2 separate regions of the Ctenopharyngodon idella genome follow, and region 1 is linked to region 2. A link is a contact called in public Hi-C data. All regions are on one chromosome and are shown on one strand. Each heading gives the region's core, a stretch centred on a gene start, on an enhancer-like site or on the middle of the called end of the contact. The rest is flanking DNA. Distances are from core to core; before and after follow the strand shown.

Region 1 (7,367 bases), core at 846-3,345, 140 kb before region 2:
TAAGCACATAAATATGTAAATGTATTTGTAATATACTTAGCACAAAATAAATGTATTTCAAATACAATTTAGCACTTTTTTTCACTAGGGTAATCATAATTCATAAACCATTCTGCAATGTAAAATTGATTTTTACAGTGCTGGAACGTGTCCATCACACTTGCTTAAAATGTTGTCTTGTGCAGAAAAAAAAATCCAACCACATTTAAAGAGATTTCAATCCTGCATGTGTTTCGCAAAGTTACCAATTCATGTCTAGATGAAATTAACACTGATTCTTGTAGACATCAACATAAAAAGAAATGAATAAACTGACCAAGGATGCTCAATAAGTGCATAGTTATGATCATTTTGATTTGCAGGAAAGTACTTTTCTTACTTTCCCAGCACTGAAAATGTAAAAACTGTGCCAGTGTTGTGTTGTTCATTTCAGTGATTCAGCCAGGGACAATATGAATGCTTTTCACACTAAAGACTCACAGACGGGTGTGATATCTGAGTCTTGACTGTGCATTGAACTGAGTCCCGTATCTGAGTCGTCATCATTCACGTCACATGTTTTTGAAAGCCCTCTTGCCTGTTCCACCCACACACTACTGTCCCCCTCGAGAGGCATCAATCTGTCTGCTTCTATTGTGTTTTCCTCTTTCAGCTCCGCATTGTCTGCACTGTCCTCCTCCAAATCCAGAGAGTTCACTTTCTCCATTAAATCCATTAGTTCTTTCTCTTTTGCCCCCCATATCTCCTCGGTCAAGTCCAAATCGTTCCTTATAGCCTCCAAGTCGGTGTTCAGCCGCAGACCGATGTACAAGCTGGTGTCGAGTTGGGTCCTGATCCTCTCCTCTTCCAAAAGCAAGTCGCCGTCATCCACCGCTGAAGATCCTGCATCATTTTCTTGAGTTGGGACCGCTTCTTGAGAAGTGGTTTCAGCGTCTTTATTCGCGAGTTCCTCGTGCCTTCTTTTCATCCATCTCTGGTTGAGTTCCTCTTGTATCTCAGTTGTGATGCTCTCCATGAGGGCCTCGTGCTCAGCCAGCTCTTCTTGCAGTTTGATGACCTCCTCGCATCTCTGAGCGTATTCCTCAAACTGTGCGAGAGCTTCTTCAGGGCTGGTTTTGTCCCCCTCACCAACTTTATCAGGGTTGGCGTCCACTAAATACGTATCCTGAACATAGTTGATCCCGTGCATCTTCATTCTATCAAAATGAACTTTAGCCTCATACCTGTCGATTTCCCTGTCGAGCTCTTTTATCCTCTGAATCTGCTGGCGGATGGTGTGATCTTGAGAAATGACCAGGTGCACAAGGGTCTCCATCTTCTCCATACATGATGCGTCCTTGGATGCAGCCTGAGCTCTTTTCTTGTTGATTTTATCCAATTTTCTGAACGCTTTCCTTACTATCCGTCTTTGTTTCTCCTGTGACAGAGCCATGGTCACTCTTGCGGTCCCCTTGTAGACACACGGGCTCTCCTTGCTGAGAACGACGCGCGCCTCTGCGCTCCGCGGCCCGTTGCTCGGGAGAGATGCCTCGTTTTTCACCAGCACGAACTGGACGTTTTCTTGTTCCTCTCCCCACGCGCCCCACAGTCGCAGGATCTTGGTCTTGTTCGGTAAAATCCTTTCGAACCCTCTCCACTTCTCCACGATGCAGTAGGACTGAGGAGACCCCGAGAGAGACACGCGCGGCTCCAGGTTCTGCTCCTCCAGTAAAACCCCGATCACATCTGCGCAGGTCGTGCGTTTCGACAAGCCCGACACGAGCTTCTCCTCGCGACAAACCCACACTGAAATTTTACTCTCCTCTGCCTCCATCTCGCAGACTGATAGTTAATGTCCCAGTAAAAGTTTCCTGGTGCAGGAAATTATTCAGGTGAAGTGAAAACTATTATGAAATAGAAATATTGTATGAGATGTCAAGGGTTAATCCACACTGTTGAAAAAAAAAAAAAAAATGTTGTTTCGGTCCGTAAACGAATTAAAGAGTTCCTCATGCTCCAGAGTTGTCAGGTTTGGCAGCCCTCATGTGTGTCTCTCAGTCTCTGTGGTGAATGAGAGCAGACGGGACAGCGCTGCTGCGAGTGCACTACACTGATCACATGACCTACACCGCTGCCACTCTCTCTAGCCTATATGAGCCATTCTACAGACTTGAGTCTTTTTCCACAAATTTTGTATGTATGCAAATTGTATAATATCCAAGGTACACATTTCTAGTAATTGTGCTGTTAATTCTCATATTGTATTTTTTAGAAAGTTTTGGAATATTTTTCCTCTCCCCAAATGTGTCACTACCGAAACACAATAATAAATCATTTAATTACATTGAGCTGTTAAAATTTTATGACATGTACCTTGTGAATATATATATATATATATATATATATATTTGCCATTTTTAAAAAAAGTTTTCACAGGTAAATCAATAACAGTTACAATTTTAACAATATTTCATGTGTAAATTATGAGATTTGTTGTATTTTGAATCCAATCTTTCTTTGTAAAAGGCATAAAGTTTATTGTTACTACTCATTAGTTTGAATATACATTGAACCAAACACTATAATAACATCTTAGTTGATAATTCAATATACTTTATATTTGACAAAACTTCCCATGTTTCGGTCGTGACTGCACATTTTCGGTAGTGACAGTAATGTGTCGGTAGTGACCACATCACATTACAGGATTTTAACTCACATACTAAAACATACTAAAATACTTATGATTTGCATAACTGTACTAAAATTTTGTTAATTTCCCCCAAATAAACAATTATGTGTCCCCTTTTGTCACTACCAAAACAATGATGACATGTTTTGGTCATGACTGTTTCGGTAGTGACAATTTTAGATACTAATCAGAGATACTATTCTAGATATTTCTGAGCCTAGCTCAAAGATGCCAGTAATGGTTAGCTAGCACAGTTCTGAACAGTTGTACACACATCAAAACTACATTTTATGGAATAACACCCAAAAAAAACGAAAACATACATTGTTTCGGTGACATGAAAATGCGGGACACATTTTTTACATAAAGTTTCATGATTTAAAAATAAAATATAAAATAATTCTTTGTAGGATCTTAGTAAGCATCTAAAATTTGAATACTTAAATGCTTTTTAAATGTGTTTTTTGGTTGTGAGACAGCAGTTTGCACCAATTCTGTAGAATAGCCCATATATTATGTATAGGTTTATAAGATAGGTATGGTGTGCACTTCTATTTAGATGGCATAAAATAAAAATCTCTATTTAAAATATTTAATAAAAAACATTTAAGTAAAACAAAAAATGAAGCAAGGAAATGAAAACACTGGATAAAAGATGAAGGATCTGATAAGTTGTTTTGATTGTTGACACAAAAATGAATGATAAACTCAGGGAATTCATATATCATTTCACAGGATAATCATATTAATTTATCACAGTCATATGTAATATTGACTTTTGTGAAACTCACTTGGGATTCATTTCCTTTTTTTTATTTTTTATTGAACAAATACCCTAAGTTTCCATAAAAACACATATATTCATTTTATAGCCTAATTATTATTTTGTTTTGGTTGTTATTAATTATTTTGCATAATTTTTTATGATGCAATGACCAGTATCATTTTGTGACATATATCCGAGTGAAACGGCTTCTCGAAGAAGAAAAAATGTAGGGCGGGACTTCATTTTATCCACTGGGAATTGATTGGATGTTTGTGGTTTGCTATTGGTGGATCTCATGTAAGTGACAGGTCGCCCCGCCCTCGCGCCAGTAAACACGTCATCAGAGAATACAAAGATTACAAAGGCATATGAATTGAAAAAAAAAGAAAAAAAAAAGACAAAAACAGTAATGCACAGATAAATCATTTATAATAAATACTGCAATATACAATAAGAACGGTTCATTTTGATTTCATGGTCAACAATAAGCAATACATTTTCTTTCAGTATTTATGCAACTTTTCATGTTGCTCAAGTCCTTTATTAACAGATACAACTTATGTTTTTAATAATGTATAAGTAAATGTTGAGATTAAGATAAAATAATGTTAATACAGCCTAGGCCTATATGCTTCAGAGCATTTTCCTTGTTAGTTCATGTTTACTATTTGTATTAACCTTATTGTAAAGTGTTACACATGCTTTTATTCTGTGAGAAAATAGTGGATAACAGGAGGTTTACAGAGACTAAAGATGTATTTGGCTGGTCATGTGATATCAGTATGTCCCCATAAGGCACATCTCTAGGTACAATAAATCAGCTTTTATCAGGCTATGACTGGAGTCATCTCATGTGAGTGGACATGATTTAAAGTACTATTCACCTTTAACCTGAGTGCATCTTTAACCTGCAGTTTCCAAAACAATAGAAACAAGCAGCCTCTCTCTGGTTCACAAACGCCTGCCTTCTGAACAGAGTTACTGCTGAACATGCCTGAAACAAACCTTGTGAAGGACAGTTTGTCTGCTAAATTATTTTAGTATTTGCATTTTTGTGTTGTTTTAATCTCGAAGGCCAAATCTAAGTTGGGGTATTTGCTTCTTCAAGCTTGGAGTACTTAAAACATGCTGCTGCACTGAGAATCACAACACAAACACCTGTTTATCCTGTAAGCAAATGAATAGCCTAACTGTAAACTGTACAATGAGTTTATATGCTCATATTTTATTTGTTGGTAAAAGAAATTCGAATTTAGGGTCAAACCAGATCTAATTAAGATTAAAGGACCATAATCCTTGTAATAAAGCGAACTGCATGATCATTGTAAAAGTATGTTTTAAAACTTCATCTCTTCATATAAAAAAAAAAAAAAAAAAAAAGTTTAACCGCTTCCTGAGAACGATCCTGCAGTGACACCTGCTGTTCACTCTCATTACTGCAACATTCACAATTACAGCTTTACACATAATTTCCAAAACTATGGCTCTACACACAAAACCACAAAACATGCACACAACATGCAAAACGTCACACATCTATAGCAAACGCAAACACTTCATTCAAAACTACTTTTTTACAAATGGTGTTTTTGCATAGTAACTCTACACTCAAACCATCAATTTATTAGCCATATACACAACAAACTACACACAGATGTAAAAAAAAAGAAGAAAAAAGAAAAAGAAAAACACTACTCTATTGTGTCTTTTGCTTGTTGAGTGTGAACTGAACTGAACTGAATCAACACTGATCTGACTTGAGCTGAATAATGACACTAATGGCTTGTTAGAATTTGAATATGTTGTGAAGCTGCTTTGAAAATCTGAATTGTATAAAGCGCTATAGAAATAAAGGTGACTTGACACATATTCAGTATATATTTACAAAATACAGTTTTTTACGATTGCTTACACACTAAAAATAACACTTACTGAAACCTTACACTCAAGGAGCAAAACCTTAACCCAGATCTGCACAACTATAAGCACATTCCCAGCCTCACACTTTTTGCAAAACACTAAACACTCTACATTAGACACAGAAATCTAACATGTCACTTCTTCGCCATTTCAAGACACTGCTTTCCAAAATACCACCCCTATAAACCAATTGATCAAACATGGCCGTCAGGTGTTCAGACACTTAGGTGCTTAACTGTAAACTCAACAATCAGATGCAAGTACTAAAAAAAGGCAAAAGGTGAGTTTGTGTCTTCAATAAAATGGAAGGCAATGTTGCAGTAAGAGGCAGAGGGAGAAAAATCATTGGCCACAGAGCTATTTTGAATGTCCCGGGCCAACGTAGTGTTAACATCACAAGCATGACAACTTAGGCCCTTACAACACGGCCCACATATTCACATTTTAGAAAGACTACACAAAATCATCACAGCAGGAGACCAAATGGATACATTGTCATATGGGACAATGTATATTTCCACCTATCTGCTCTGGTCCAAACCTGGTTTCAGAAGCGTCCACAATTTTCACTCCAGTACCTCCCACCATACTGTCCCTTCCTTAAACCCATTGAGGAGTTTTTTTTTTTTTTTTTTTTTGGCATGGCAGGTTTACTATCTCCAGCCCTATGTCAGGATATCCCTCATTCAAGCCATGGAGAAGGCCTGACCTAATTGATGAAGGGTCTGTGCAAGGATGGATTCAAGAAGATTCTTCCCTCGCTGTCTTGCGTGAGAGGACATCACCTGTGATGTGGATGAAGTGCTATTGCCAGATCCAGCTAGGCCAAGAGATGATGCTTAGGTGTTTTTTCTATTTTTTTTTTTTTCATTTAAAGTCATGCTTTTGTTTTGTCTCCACAAATGTTTCTGATTGTGTAATATATTGTATTTAGAATATGTCCTGATTTTCAGTGTAAAATGTAACCTTTGGAAAGGCATGGATGTATTGAATGGTTTTACAAAGTGGTGAGAAATAAATATTTTCATCAGTGTGCAGTACTGATCTTGTGTGTTTTTTTTTTTTTTCAACATATTCATGTACTTTACTCTAACAATATCTCTGAGAAAAAAAAAAAAAAAAATCAAACCCAGACTATATCATTAGAAAAGTATAAAAGTTAAAGTGTTTAAGATTGAGCACAGCAGTGTGTAAATGAATCAAACAGAATCAGAATGTTTGAACCATGTGTGCTCCATACGGTGTCAAAGTTGGGTTTTGTTAAATTAATGTAAAGTTTTGAATGAAGTGTTTCATTTTGGTGTTCTGCTACTTGTGTGTGTGGATCTGTGAATTGTGTGTAGTGTTTTGACAAAATGAGCCTTGTTTTTAAAATTGTGCTTAAGCAATTGTAAAAAAAAAAAACTGTAAATGGAAATGCAAGGGTGAAAAATGTAGATTTGTTTCTCAGAACATTGAGTTTTGGTTTCTAAGTGAACAAATTATGTGTTTTCACACATGATCAGTGGGTGCAGGTAATCGGTAAATTAGTGTGGCATTTAAATGACAAAATGAAACGAGCTGTAGATCTGAGTGTCTAATGCAGAGAACCGTGTTTAGCATTTTGCAAAAATGCTGTTTTACAATTGCAAACTGAGTGTAAGACTATGTCTGAAAATTAGTTACATGAGTGAATGGTTTCACTGAGCACCACTTTTAGTGTGTAAGCAATTTTAAAAAAATGTAATACCTGTAAAATACCGCCCCTAGTGTTCACTGCTATTACTTTAACTACATGTAGTGCACGAAAGGGCCATACATATTAATGCCTACAGCTTTCAAATATGCATTAAAATAGACATTTTTATGCGTTTAAATTATGCACAAAAGTTAAAGGTAAAGTTTGTAATATTTCTTAACATACAATACATTTAATTCACTATTTCACAGCTGTATTGGAGTAAACAGTAGCCTAATTGTGCAGATACAAGACATGCACTAAATGTGTAGATTTTCATAAATGATATTTCA
Region 2 (7,597 bases), core at 1,446-3,945:
CTTATGGCTTCCGGCCGCCGCAGAGCCTCTCACAGCATCCCTGCTGAGGTCACTCTGGCCCAGGTCAGGAACAGAAAAATACCCCCCTCCTTTACCTCCTGACACTACAGTCTCTCTCTCTCTCCCTCTTTGGGTCTGTGCCATCTACGCCTGCTGTGGAAAAGCACTACACGGAAATATCCGCTGGGCCTCAAGGTCAACTCCAGAGTTCCCAGACAAAGTCCCTGAATGCTGTGCTCTAGCTGAGCTAGTCTGAACTAACAGCATGTTCCTGTGTGGAGCATGAAATGAGAGTAAAGTGTTCAGATCAGATTTTTGACAACCTATTATAAGAAAGAATTCACTCAAAAGTAACATTTCTATCATCTTTTATATACTCACCACCCATTCGTCTGTGGAACACAATAGGAGATATTAGGCAGAATGTTAATGCTGCTTTTTTCCATGCGATAAAATCGAAAGGGAATATATGCTGTTGAGTTCCAACACTGCAAAAAATAAGTATAGTTCATAAATATAGTCCAAGAGTCTTCAATGTTTTTCAGGGCAAGGACCCTTTAGGCAATAGAGACATGGAGCAGGAACCCCCGATACAAAATGTGTCAAACAGAGCTACATATTAAGCATATAGCCTTCAATATTAATAGAAACTAATTATATTATGATTAAGAATATGTTATATCATGTTAAGACAGTAGATCAGAACTATGCACATTATTGTTGTTCCACATGCATCACTGTCTATATTACTTTTCATTGTTAAAATTGATATTTATGCATCATAATAAACAACATGTTGCAATAAAAATCACAATTCTTTAGTTGTTTGCAGTTATTGTAAATTATTTTAAATGAGTCATACTTCTTTTATTAATCAGATAAACATTTTCTTGAACTTTAGCTTAACGTTTACTAAAATTTAGCATTTTAATTTTACTGTGAGATGGTCAATTAAGAATCAAATCAGTGAGTATCTGAAATTAGAGAGGGTTCTCCAGTAAAGTGCAGATGTAATGTGAACGCAACGGCACCACCATAACAAGAATAGCAATGTACAGAGAGACATTTAAGATTATTTACAAGTCATTACTTTTGCAAATAATTGGAATGGAATTTAAAAAAATATATTTGTACGAATATTTTTCTAGTAGGGGTAGAGTGGGGGAAAACGCCCCCTTGGGGTAAAATGCCCCCCTACTGTTTTTCCCAAAATAACCACCAGATAAAGTCGATACACTTTTGTTGTTGCTATGAACTAAGTTGACAAGAGTGATGTAGAAGTATTCACTCTGAAGCTTACACTGGCGATGTACCTGAGAGAAAATGGATTTTACAGTAAGTGATCTAATTTTTGGCGGTAAGTGATCTAATTCTTGTCAGTAAGAAAAAAAGTGATTTAAAGCTTGTTGTTTTGCTGAACATCACAGTTATATATGATATGAGAATAGTAAGGCCTGTAGTTAGAGAGTACATGTTATTTAAGGAAAACAATTATATTTTTAGAATGACTTTTTTTTTTTGTCAAACCTAGTCTGTGGGGTAAAACGCCCCCAGGGGGCATCGCTTCCCACTGTCATAATTACCGTAGTTACCATGTTCTGAACACCACATACTTTGTTTTTCCATCAAATGTAATCTAACTAGGTGGTTGATAAAATATCTGGATTTTATATTTAAAAATTACCTCGAGATCGCATCAGCTAGCTAGCTAGTTAGCTAGCCAGTTAGCATCAGCTAACAATATTCTTCAAATAGGCTGATTTTCAGCATGGTTCATTAGTAAATATTCATATTTATCTACTGTTATTTTGGCTAGTATCACTATATTAATTGCAATTTCGATAGTGAATCCTGCATTTATATGTAGATGTTAGGCTAATTAACCCTTCGCAAAGACCCGCCCCCCTTAGTTACAGTTGCTTTGTCCGGCAAGCCATGGCGCTGTCACGCCACACAGCGTGAAAAATACATCGCGGAGCAAAGAGGAAACTGACAACACGTCGGCAGACAAGACAGAGCAGGTTACTTATTATATTAAACAAAGTCCCAGCTTTCAAATTGTGTCATTTTTTAAGAAATTTGTACAATAAAACCCGTTTTGTGGCTCTTTAATGTGTCGTGACAGATCGCTATAGCGCCTCAGATCAGGCGGCTCGTGAACCGATCATCTCTTCTACTAGTTAATTTATAGCAGCAAATAAACAATGAACATGAGAAGGAATGTCGTTTCAAACGCGAAAAAAAGTCAGTAGCTACACATCATTTTTCAAGTCCACAGAGGTTAATCTTCTAACGTTAACTCCGGACTGCTTTGTCGGACAAAATGGCGGATTCGGCGTTATGATTGGTTAGATAGCTTGTCAATCAAACTCCCAGCGAAGGGTCAATTGGTCATCGGTCCTCTTAGCAGCATGAAAAACAATACTTTTATTCAATGGATTATAGCTATATAGCTTCGAAAGCGCTCACTTTACAATCACTAAAAGCTGTCACTCATCTCAGTTCGCGATCTCACGACATTCCATTAATCAATAAAGTTGTATACTGCATAATTAATATCTTACTTACATCGTGCCTTTCTTTGTTAATGAGAGGATTCGCGAAAGCGAGCAGAACTCATCACTGAACAAAAACTCCGGCGTTTTGAGCGGTGAGTGGATTCTAACTTACACCTCTGATTGGGCGTTGCATTCTAGAACCGCTGCAAAAACACGCTGGATGCGTCCGAAATCGCGTACTACATTTGAATTTGAACGTACTCCCCGACCGTTAAAAAAGTACGTTTTATATAGTATGAATATGGGTAGTATGAATGGAATTCGGACGTACTACATCCGCCAAGTTAATGTTGTCACGTGTCATGCGTCGTCACAACAGCGCGAAAATTTAAAGGGCCCGCTCTACTCCGCTTTCATCGGCAATGTTTTTATTAATGCTTACCGCTTTCATTTTTGTTTTATCGTCGATTCAATCAACAGCTCAAAGGAATCGTCGGGCAGCTGCTCGCAGATCACGCTTTCGTCAACAGCTTGTTTGTCAAAGTATAATCACCTATTTAGCTAGCAAATTTTACCTCAGAATAAAAAGACATGTCTGTGAACATCATGACAGAGGCTGATTTTGAGCAACGAAATTAAGTTGTTATAAATGAACGCATATAAAAATACACAAGAGAAATAAAAGACACATGAATCAATAAACTTGAAAACATATATATAAATAAATAATGTGTAGATAGATATAGACAGAGAGGGAGAGAGAAATACACACAACATATACATAGCCTAAATATTATATACAATATATACATAAATAAATACAATGGTAATAATAAAGAGTATATACATATTCTAGAAAAAAAAAAAAAATATATATATATATATATATATATATATTTACATAACATTTACAAACTGTGAGCCCTACAATCTACTGCCGCCTGAATGTTGCTGTCCATTAAGTTTTCTAATCTCATTAAACTGCTTAACAACGAACGTCTCCGATAGCACAGCGTCCATCGTATGCCTACTACAGAATTCGGGTCGGAAGCAGTAGGTCATCCGGGTACTTCTCGCCGACTGTTTTTCGAATACTATGAATTCGGACATACTACTCGCCTCGCATACTGTTTTTCGCATACTATATAGTAGGGAAGTATGCGATTTCGGACGCAGCCGCTGTAAATATTTGTGATCAAACATTAATCGGCGGACCCCCGGTTGAAGACCCTTGAAATAGTCCTTTTATAGACTCATGCACTATAATCCAAGTCTTTGTCTGAAAAAGACCCAAACTTCACTGGTTATTCATTGAAATCACTTCCAACGTAACTGTCGAATCTCATTTTAGTAAATCAAGATAAACTAAATGAAAATAAGAAATGTTGCCTTGGCAAAAAGTTTAAAATGAGAACTTTTTTAGGTACCTATAATAACCATGATACAGACCGAAATTAAAGTTGTTATTCATTGAAAATCTCTATGGTTTTCAAATCTCATTCACATCAACATATTCAATATGAACACAAATAACTAAAACTGAAATAAAATTAATAAAAATGATGTACAAAACAATAAGACTAAAACACACAAAATTACTAAAAGTTTAACTAAATGTAAAATGAAAATAGAAAATATTTAAATATATATATATATATTTTTTTTTTTTTATTTTTTTTTTTTTATTTTTTTTTTTTGCCATTCTTAAAGCTCTGGAGCATTTGCACATTTGCTTTCACTGTACTGAAAAGACATATTTTATACAAAACAAAACAAAACAAAAATCCTTATCTTTTTGTGTTTTACTGCAGAAGCATGTCATCAATGTTCGGAACAGCATAAAAGTGAGAAAATAATTTTCATTTTCGGGTGAACTTTTGTTTTAAAGGACAGCTGTGCAGCTGGAAAACACACTCAAAAATACATAATTCACAAATATACACATAGTGATAAAAAGTCCCAGAGCTTGTATAATTCTGTATTGTTGACCTTTTTTCTCTCCAGTCTCCAGGCATGTAATGCTGCACGACTCACACACCACTTATCCAAAGCAAAAGAGATCATCTGCCCAACATTATTGGGCTAAATGCTTTTCAACTGGATATCTATTTTCAGGAATTGCGTAAGCAAAGAGTGTTCTGTTTTAAATGGTTCTGTAACGTATGCCCCCATATCACATAATTGAATTGACTAGCACATGTTGGTGGAAAGACATGAAACCAATCCGTAGCGTACGCAATCTGGTGTAGAGAACTGAGCCCAGGCAAAATTACATAAGAAATGGGGGCATCAAAAAAGGTAAAGAAAGAAAGAATGAATTAGATGACTAGATAAACAAAGCAGCAGAGAAGTAGAAGGAAAAAAGGAAATAGTAAGAAACCAAAACAAGCATTTCAGTTTTGACATTTTGACATGTCTATATTCATATGTTGACAAGGAGCATCAGTAGTGAGATGTTCATGAACAACATTAACCTTTTCATTGTGTGGATGGCATAAAGAGATAACCTTCTGCTTTGGAACGTCTGCTTCTTCTCCGTCTTATCTGCTCAGTTCAGAAAGGGCTATAGATATGCCTCAGCTGCGTTCACTTTTATTTGTTTCGTCAGTTTTCTGAAGGGATACTAGAACACAAAGTCTAATATTTGTTTGTGATGTTATGGATAAATGCTTCAGACTTTGATGTTCGGTTTGTACAAAATTTACACAAATTCTTACTTGCAAAAATGTAACATGTAGGCTAATCTTGTGTATCGTACAGTATTGTGTATCGTATGCCTGCTTCTCTTTTGCAGAAACCAGCCTCACAATAAAGTTTCTTTGTGGCATAAAAAAGCTGAGCAGCAGCAAAAACAAAACAAAAGAAAACCTAAAATACAATTTAAATCAAACAAGCAAGCAAACACAACAGGTTTATCTTTGAAGTAGACTTGCTAAACAGCAGTAAACATTAGCAACAGACACATTTTGTAGTTTATGGTGGTCAAAATCGCCCTCTAGTGGTCATAACTGTCTGCAGACACTCGCGTGCACAGATACACTGATATATGTTTATAACACTGGGGTTAAAACAACCCAAGTTGGGTTGAAAATGGACAAACACAGCATTTGGGTTGTTATAACCCATCAGTTGGGTTAAATGTTTGCCTAACCTGCTGGGTAGTTTTATTTATTCAACTATTGTTTAAAAATGACTGTATTGCCTGCTTAAAATGAACCCAAAGTATGTTGGAAATTAACATTTATTAATATGTTTAATAAATAAACATTTATTAATAATTTTAATGAATAATAATTCAACAATAAACATGTATTAAATTGCTTATTAATAAATGTTCACCTTTTGAGTATTATTGTTGCCTCTAGTAATTATGTGTCTGATTTTTAATTGGTCATTTTAAGCCAGCCATATAGTCATTTTCCACTGTATTAATTGTGTCTTTATACTTGAAAATATATAACAGTCTTTTAATTTTTCGGATGAGGGTCCCTTGCATGAGGACAACCATATTTGGGGATCCGTGGCATCTAAAAGATCAGAATCACCTGACCTACATTACTGAGTATCACTGTTCTTCTGTTCAGTGATACACGGGTCACCAACTAACCATATATAAGACTGACAAGGCAATTAGCATTTGATAATTATTATAAATAAGTAGCCTATTATATACAGTTTTTTTTTATGATTGCTTAAGCACAATTTTAAAAACAAGGCTCATTTTGTCAAAACACTACACACAATTCACAGATCCACACACACAAGTAGCAGAACACCAAAATGAAACACTTCATTCAAAACTTTACATTAATTTAACAAAACCAAACTTTGACACCGTATGGAGCACACATGGTTCATACAGTCTGATTCTGTTTGATTCATTTACACACTGCTGTGCTCAATCTTAAACACTTTAACTTTTATACTTTTCTAATGATATAGTCTGGGTTTGATTTTTTCAGAGATATTGTTAGAGTAAAGTACATGAATATATTGACAAAAAACAAACAAACAAACAAATAAACACACAAGATCAGTACTGCACACTGATGAAAATATTTATTTCTCACCACTTTGTAAAACCGTTCAATACATCCATGCCTTTCCAAAGGTTACATTTTACACTGAAAATCAGGACATATTCTAAATACAATATAGTACACGAACAAAAACATTTGTGGAGACAAAACAAAAGCATGACTTTAAATGAAAAAAAAAAAAAAAAATAGAAAAAACACCTAAGCATCATCTCTTGGCCTAGCTGGATCTGGCAATAGCACTTCATCCACATCACAGGTGATGTCCTCTCACGCAAGACAGCGAGGGAAGAATCTTCTTGAATCCATCCTTGCACAGACCCTTCATCAATTAGGTCAGGCCTTCTCCATGGCTTGAATGAGGGATATCCTGACATAGGGCTGGAGATAGTAAACCTGCCATGCCAAAAAAAAAAAAAAAAAAAACTCTCCTCAATGGGTTTAAGGAAGGGACAGTATGGTGGGAGGTACTGGAGTGAAAATTGTGGACGCTTCTGAAACCAGGTTTGGACCAGAGCAGATAGGTGGAAATATACATTGTCCCATATGACAATGTATCCATTTGGTCTCCTGCTGTGATGATTTTGTGTAGTCTTTCTAAAATGTAAATATATGGGCCGTGTTGTAAGGGCCTAAGTTGTCATGCTGGTGGAGGACCTCATTCTGCGTGATTGCAACATACATTGTGATGTTAACACTATGTTGGCCCGGGACATTCAAAATAGCTCTGTGGCCAATGATGTTTCTCCTTCTCTCTCTTACTGCAACATTGCCTTCCATTTTATTGAAGACACAAAACTCACCTTTTGCCTTTTTATAGTACTTGCATCTGATTGTTGAGTTTACAGTTAAGCACCTAATTGTCTGAACACCTGACGGCCATGTTTGATCAATTGGTTTATAGGGGTGGTATTTTGGAAAGCAGTGTCTTGAAATGGCAAAGAAGTGACATTATGTTAGATTTCTGTGTCTAATGTAGAGTGTTTAGTGTTGTGCAAAAAGTGTGAGGCTGAGAATGTGCTTATAGTTGTGCAGATCTGGGCTAAGGTTTTGCTCCTTGAG

Evidence for each region. A called contact is a pair of places that touch in the nucleus more often than the background predicts.
Region 1: a Hi-C map of muscle shows a contact between it and region 2, with 8 times the contacts expected there. The contact joins the promoter of rassf10b here to the promoter of parvab in region 2. A contact is called at or near these places in 2 of 2 Hi-C or Micro-C datasets (both in muscle).

The regions. Positions count from the first base shown.
Region 1 is chr7:45,654,862-45,662,228 of HZGC01, reverse strand. It overlaps rassf10b (Ras association domain family member 10b), which reads right to left and starts at 2,095. Exons shown (of 1, transcript XM_051900008.1): 1 at 1-2,095. The coding sequence starts at 1,813. The coding sequence ends at 464.
Region 2 is chr7:45,519,814-45,527,410 of HZGC01, reverse strand. It overlaps parvab (parvin, alpha b), which reads right to left and starts at 2,695. Exons shown (of 13, transcript XM_051900832.1): 1 at 2,569-2,695.